Linked DNA regions of Rattus norvegicus: region 1 is linked to region 2. Evidence: chromatin contacts called from public Hi-C data. All regions are on one chromosome and are shown on one strand. The core of a region is the stretch at or near the end of the contact, and the rest is flanking DNA. Distances in the headings are between cores, read along the strand shown.

Evidence for each region. A called contact is a pair of places that touch in the nucleus more often than the background predicts.
Region 1: a contact with region 2 is called in a Hi-C map of Schwann cells, with 5 times the contacts expected there. The contact joins the enhancer-like site here to the promoter of Gria3 in region 2. A contact is called at or near these places in 1 of 12 Hi-C or Micro-C datasets (Schwann cells) and 1 of 1 datasets of contacts at active chromatin or transcription factors (oligodendrocytes).

The regions. Positions count from the first base shown.
Region 1 is chrX:125,316,448-125,319,609 of GRCr8, forward strand. All of the region lies in intron 11 of Gria3 (glutamate ionotropic receptor AMPA type subunit 3), which reads left to right. Among named protein-coding and RNA genes, the nearest start is that of Gria3, 210 kb to the left of the region's middle. Within about 2 kb of position 1,389, at least 4 of the 93 cell types and tissues checked have an H3K27ac peak or open chromatin away from gene starts, as enhancers often do. A contact at or near this core is called in Schwann cells, where this site is marked.
Region 2 is chrX:125,103,342-125,106,425 of GRCr8, forward strand. Gria3 (glutamate ionotropic receptor AMPA type subunit 3) reads left to right here and starts at 1,264. Exons shown (of 16, transcript NM_032990.2): 1 at 1,264-1,410; 2 at 2,562-2,720. The coding sequence starts at 1,320.

The sequences.
Region 1 (3,162 bases), core at 139-2,638, 210 kb after region 2:
AACACACAAACGTGTTCAGTGTTACCACAACCATATTTCTCAGTGCTGGTTTAAAATCTATAATCTTCACACCATTTTGGATTTCCTTATCCAAAACCTAGTTATTTTCATGCTACAAAAGTTTTGGGTATTTTTCTTCTTAGATGTTTTTATCTATTTACTTCATTCATTTTTTAGTTTCATTGGTGAATGAGAGAGAGAGAGAGAGAGAGAGAGAGAGAGAGAGAGAGAGTGCCCAATAGCATGTAAGCGGATGTCAGAGCATAGCATAGCATAACTCTTTGGGGAGTCAATTCAATCCTTCCACATGTGGGTCATGGGAATCTCTTTGTCAGTATGAAACCACAGACAATTTATTTTCTGCTTCTCCTCTCTGTGCCTATTTCTTTATAAAACTCCTTGGCGTGCTTATCTATAATACAGTCCTAGGCAACAGAGATGGGAGATGTAAAAAGTTGATACCCGTCAAGCAATTAGAACAGCTTACCACAAAGGAAGTGTTCAATTAGTGACAGTTTCTGTTTTATCAATTTTATTACCCTACTGCTATGGATGCCATTTTGAAGCGTTAATATTCTGTGCAATAGTTACTTTCAGAGTCAGATAAGTCTATGACATGTTCAAAAATTTGAATATGTCAAGCATAAAATATTATGAAATGTCTAAATTTTTAATCCAAGTACGTTGTATACTTTTAGCATTGGGAAGGGTGACACACTCTTTTCTGACTCATACTCATGTGTTTATTCCTTCTGATTAAAAAAATTTTTTTTCAAGATACAATCGTAAGGATGCAGATTTTCACTTCTAAAAAGTGAAAATGAATATATTTGACTAAGTTTTAGGTATCCAAAGAAAAACAAAAACTGCAGGCTTAAAGATAATCAAGTGTATTTTTTAAAAATAAGTAATCAAGAAATAGTACTTTTATTTATCAAAAACACTTGACAGAATTCTCAGGTTACATTCCCATAAACAGCTGAATTTTCCACATGCTAAGAAAAGGGGGGTCATCTTGGGACACAGAAATTTGAATTTCCTTCAGAGTGGTAAAATCATAGAACATGCAGAGAAGACCTTGATTTGTCAGTTCTCAGCCCAGAACTGCCCTCTTCCCACAGAGCCTGGAGGTGTGCCAGGCTCCTACGCTTCTTCTTTACTTTCTAGCAGAGTGGGAGCTCTTTCTGTGAGATTTTATGGGTACAGAAAAACATAGCCTAACCAGGAAGGAGCTTCTCTCCACAGCAGAACTATACAAAGGATGATGTGGCAATATTTTATAAAACCAAAGGAGCAGATTTTAATTTCTGTAGACCACACTTGCTCCCAGCAATCCTGCAAAGGAAGTGAATCCTAATCTTAGTCACAAGTCATTTCTGAGCATTCGTTGCCCTCTGACTTTCCACATTCCCTCTCCATGAGTAGCACTTGTAATGGAGGAACATAACTTACAACTCTAATTCTATGCTAAAACTTTTAGAAAATACTGTGGCGTAGGTCCAACTCCCATAATTCTGATCTGACTTGTCCAGGGGAGACTCTAGGCAAGGATTATGTCTTGTTTTGCTGTCTTTTGTGGGTTTGGTTTTGTTGTTGTATTGTGCTGTGTTGTTGATGGGCAAGCTTGAGAGTCGCTGGTGAGAGCAATGCTTGTTCATTTCTCAGTTTGATGCACTCATCACTTTCAATAGAATCACGAATGATGCCTATGAATCACATACTCTTGGGAAAGCAGAAATTCTGAATCTACATTTTAGCAAGACCCCTCCCAATGCCAATGAACAATAATATTGACTTTTTTTTTTCATTTTACAATGTGTCTATCTGTGACTACATTCCCTAATAATTGGATTAAAAAGTTGAAGAAAAAATAATGCTTGTTATTAAAACATTCCCACCACTTTCCTACTAATTGAATACTGTTAGTTTCTAAAGACCACATAGAATGAAATTTCAATAGTAAGAAATCAATGGCAGAAACCCAGTGGTGGTGCATGCCTTTAAATCCCAGCATTCAGAAGTCAAAGGCAGGCACATCTCTGAGTCTGAGGCTAGCTTGATCTATAGAGAGAGTTCCAGGATAGCCAGGGCTATTACACAGAAAATCCCTGTCTCAAAAAAGAAAAGGAAAGGAAATATTCGGTAGGATAGAATTGGCTTCTTTGTCTTAGGATTTGAGAAGGAAAGAAGAGGAACAACAGTGTTTTAGTACCTCCCAAAAACTGTATAATGAAGGGAGTTCCCTACTACAATTAGGTCTATCCTGGGTGGCTAAGATTCTTGTGTGAACAGAAAGTATTTTGACCTCTTGATCCTCACTAACCATTTACATGACAATGAAAAGAAACCTTTCCATTTGGCACTATGCCTCATGGTGACCAACTATACAAAACAGCCAAGTCTACATTTGGACCTCAAGTTAACGGCATGAATTTGTCACTATACTCCCATTTCCCTTTAAATATAAAAAGTATTTGGATCCTGTATTTTGCATGACATGACTTTAGGTCACATGTTCCCTAAATTGACTACACAGATAATCACCTGTGTAGTATTTAAAAGTCCAGATATCTAGGTATTCTTCCCACCCCCACCCGGAGCTTTGATTTAATTGATCTTGGATAGACCACAGTGTTTAATCTTCTGTATGTGTACCCAGAAAAGGTCATAGAATGCAAATGTACGATGTGAAATTATAAATGAGAAATGATAAAAGAAAGATTTTTTTATTTGATTAAAAAAGTTTGATTCTAAATCTGTGCTATTTTTGAATCACTGAGACAAAATACCAACTTCAAGGAGGAAAGGTTTACTTTGGCTCATGATCTCAGGATTTTTAGCCCATAAGTACTTGGCCCCTTGCTTTGAGCATCTGCTGAGGCAATACATTATGACAGGAGCATGCGGCTGGTGAGACCTGTTCATGTCCTGGTGTCCAAGAATCAAGAGAGAGGGGAAGGACTAGGTTCCATTATTCCATTCAAGGACAGTCTCTCCTGTAACCTAACTCTCAAGCTAAGCCCCATCTCTTAAAAGATCCCTTAGCACAACAGACAGACCAGCAGCCCAGCTTTTAGCATGTGATCGGGAGACCTTTGAGATCTAAACTAGAGAAAACCTGGAGAGGCCTAAAGAATATTTACCTGTGTCATCATCAAACGC
Region 2 (3,084 bases), core at 14-2,513:
CGGGGACCGGGGAATGCGGGTGGGGGTTGTTCACTTGCCCTCCGATCTCTCTCTGCTGTAAAAGCTGAGCTGAGCGGCAGAGACCAGGCATGCGCAGCATCTTAGGGCGCATTGTGATGGGAACTGCTTTTCTGAGTCTCTTCACAAAGACTCAAGAGTAACCACTAACCACCCCTCAAGACCCCTCATCTTTAAGACACACATACAAATGTAGAGACACTGCAGCTTTTTAAAAACAGGAAACTGGTTGCAGCTTGAAAGTCTGGTCCACGTGAGGTTTGGTGTATTTCTGTTGATCCCATCTCCAGTGTTGACATACGCTGGCACCTAGGCTTTGCAGTCCAGAGCTGCAGTTTGCAGTGGAGCTAAGCGGTGTGCGGCTTTAATTCCACGTCAGATCAACTTTGATCAATATCCCCCTACCGGCCCAATTGGAAGAACCCAATTCACCGGAGCTGAGCCTTTGAGGCTTTTTAGCTCTTTTCTTCTTCCCCCCTCTTTAGATCCACCATCTTCGAGGGCGGGGGAGCCCTTTGGTTTTCTTTATAATTTCTTATTTCTTCATCTCTTCACTGTTTTTTTCTTTTTTTCACGATTTTGGTTTCACTCCGGTTTTAATTTTCTCTGTTTCTGTCTGTCTCCCTGTCTCTATCTCTGTGCCTGTCTCTCTGTCTCTGTCTCCTCTCCTTCTCTCCCTCTGCCTCTGTGTCTTTGTCTCTATCTGTCTCTGTCTCTCTGTCTCTGTCTGTCTCTCTGTCTCTGTCTGTCTTTCTCTGTGTCTCTGTCTCTCAGTCTCTCTCTCTCTCTCTCTCTCTCTTTCTCTCTCTCTCTCTCTCTCTCTCTCTCTCTCTCTCTCTCTTCTCTCAGAAATCGCTTTGGGGAACCCAGCTTGCAGCCAATGAACCCGCCTTCCAGATTGGTGTGAAGACAGAAGTGAGGTGGGGGGGAGCGTGGAGGGGGTGTGAGAGATCCTGGGAGGGGGGAGAGGAAGAGAGGAGAGAGGAAGAGAGGAGAGAGAGAGAGAGAGAGAGAGAGAGAGAGAGAGAGAGAGAGAGAGAGAGAGAGAGAGAGAGAGAGAGAGAGAGAGAGAGAGAGAGAGAGAGAGAGAGAGAGAGAAGAGAGAAGAGGAGGAGGCGGCGGAGGAGGAGGATTAGTGTGGGGTGGAAAGGAAGAGTGAGCGAGCGAGAGCAAGTTGAGGGGAGGGGGTGTAAGAGCCGGCGAATTCTTTTTCTTTTTCTATTATTATTTTGACGACTCCCGAGTTGCGCCCATGCTCTTGTCAGCTTCGTTTTAGGCGTAGCACAGCCAGGCAGAAGAAAATGGGGCAAAGCGTGCTCCGGGCGGTCTTCTTTTTAGTCCTGGGGCTTTTGGGTCATTCTCACGGAGGATTCCCCAACACCATCAGCATAGGTAAGCTCCCCAGAGCCAGCCAGAGGGGGCCAGGCTCTTCTGCATCCGAAACCCACTACCCTAGTGGGGTTGGGGCTATCTCAGCGCGAGTCCCTGTCCTGCATGGCTTGGGAACGGTGACTAGGGATGGGGGACTGAGCCGAGATCTTGGAGACCTGAGCTGAAAGGAACTGAGGAGTATAGGGAGCATCCGAGATGGAGAAGGGGTCTCCAGGGGCTAATGCGGGTGGGTGGCCAGGTTTTCTGAGCTGACCAAGGAGCAAGGGAGTCAATCTGGAGGTTGGGATGCTGCAAGAGGCTAAGAGTCGCGGCTTTTCAGCTCGCTATTCTGGACTTTGCCAGGGCATGCTTGCAGCCACTGGAAGTTGTCCCAGGGTGATACTGCCTGTCTGGCCGCGCCAGGACGCATAACCTGGGCCCAGGTCGCCCTGTCCCGAGTCTCAGGATTCAGTGTAACAGGGTACTGTTAGAGGAAATGGAACCCACTTTGAATCCCCCAGACCAAGGAAGTAGCTGTGTGGATGGAGGCTGGGGTGGGAAGTGGGGGTGATACAAGGAGTCGGGCAAGCAGGGAAGTCACGCAGACCAAGGATTCATGAATTGCGGCTGTGTCTGTCTGGAGACCAGCTCCAGTAGCCGGAAGGGAGTTCTCCCCGCCTCTGCCTGTATTTGCAAGTAGAGAAGTTAGAATTGTTGCTTTTCTTGAACTAACCCCCTATATTGTCATGGGGGAAGGTTGGGACAGCAATGGGAACAAAATTGTTTTTCTTCCCACCCTATCCTTGTACCCCAGGGGGGTGGGAAATGAACCAGCTGTGGGGATAAGGGTGGGGGTGGGGCTGAAGTCAGGGTTCGGGGCCAGACTCAAGCTAAAGAACCAAGTCCCACTTTTAGTTCTTTCACCCTTCCCCTACAGCAGCCTCCTCTCTTTTCCCCTTCTTTTTAGTTCCCTCCCAGTACAAACCCCAGGTTTTTCACAGTGGAAATCAGAGTTTCCAAGTCTTGAAAGACACACAGGTTGAAAAAAAAATCAATCCTCAGTTAAGCTTCCCAGTAACACTGAGGTAGCCTGTTAGCTGGTGCTTGCTACTTTCTAACTCACCCTGAAGTAGGGGGGACACAAGCCGAATCTCCATTGCCTTTGCTTCTAGGTGGACTTTTCATGAGAAACACGGTTCAGGAGCACAGCGCTTTCCGCTTTGCTGTGCAGTTATACAACACCAACCAGAACACCACTGAGAAGCCCTTCCATTTGAATTACCACGTAGACCACTTGGATTCCTCCAATAGTTTTTCTGTGACTAATGCTTGTAAGTAGATCTGCGTTGGCTCCCTTTGGGACCTTAGGGGACCTCATTTGCATTTTGTTTGTGATGCACGGGGCTTTGCATACGTGTGTGCTAGGGGGTGGGGGTGGGGGTGATTGCCTCAATAAGCAGACTGAGGCGGTAGTCAATCCTGGGTTCATGTTGCATAAATCAACCTTGAAGTATTCTGCTGAGGGGCTGAAAGCAGTGGGCAAAACTCTGTGGTGAATTATGTTTGATGCAAAACTTCCACTTTCCTCCCTGCTAAACTGGTGTTCTCTTCCCCCGCACCCTTTTCTGTGGGGGGAAAAGAAAGAAAGAAAGAAAATAGCATGGTTGTTCAGGGAAATTTCAGATGGGATTTAAA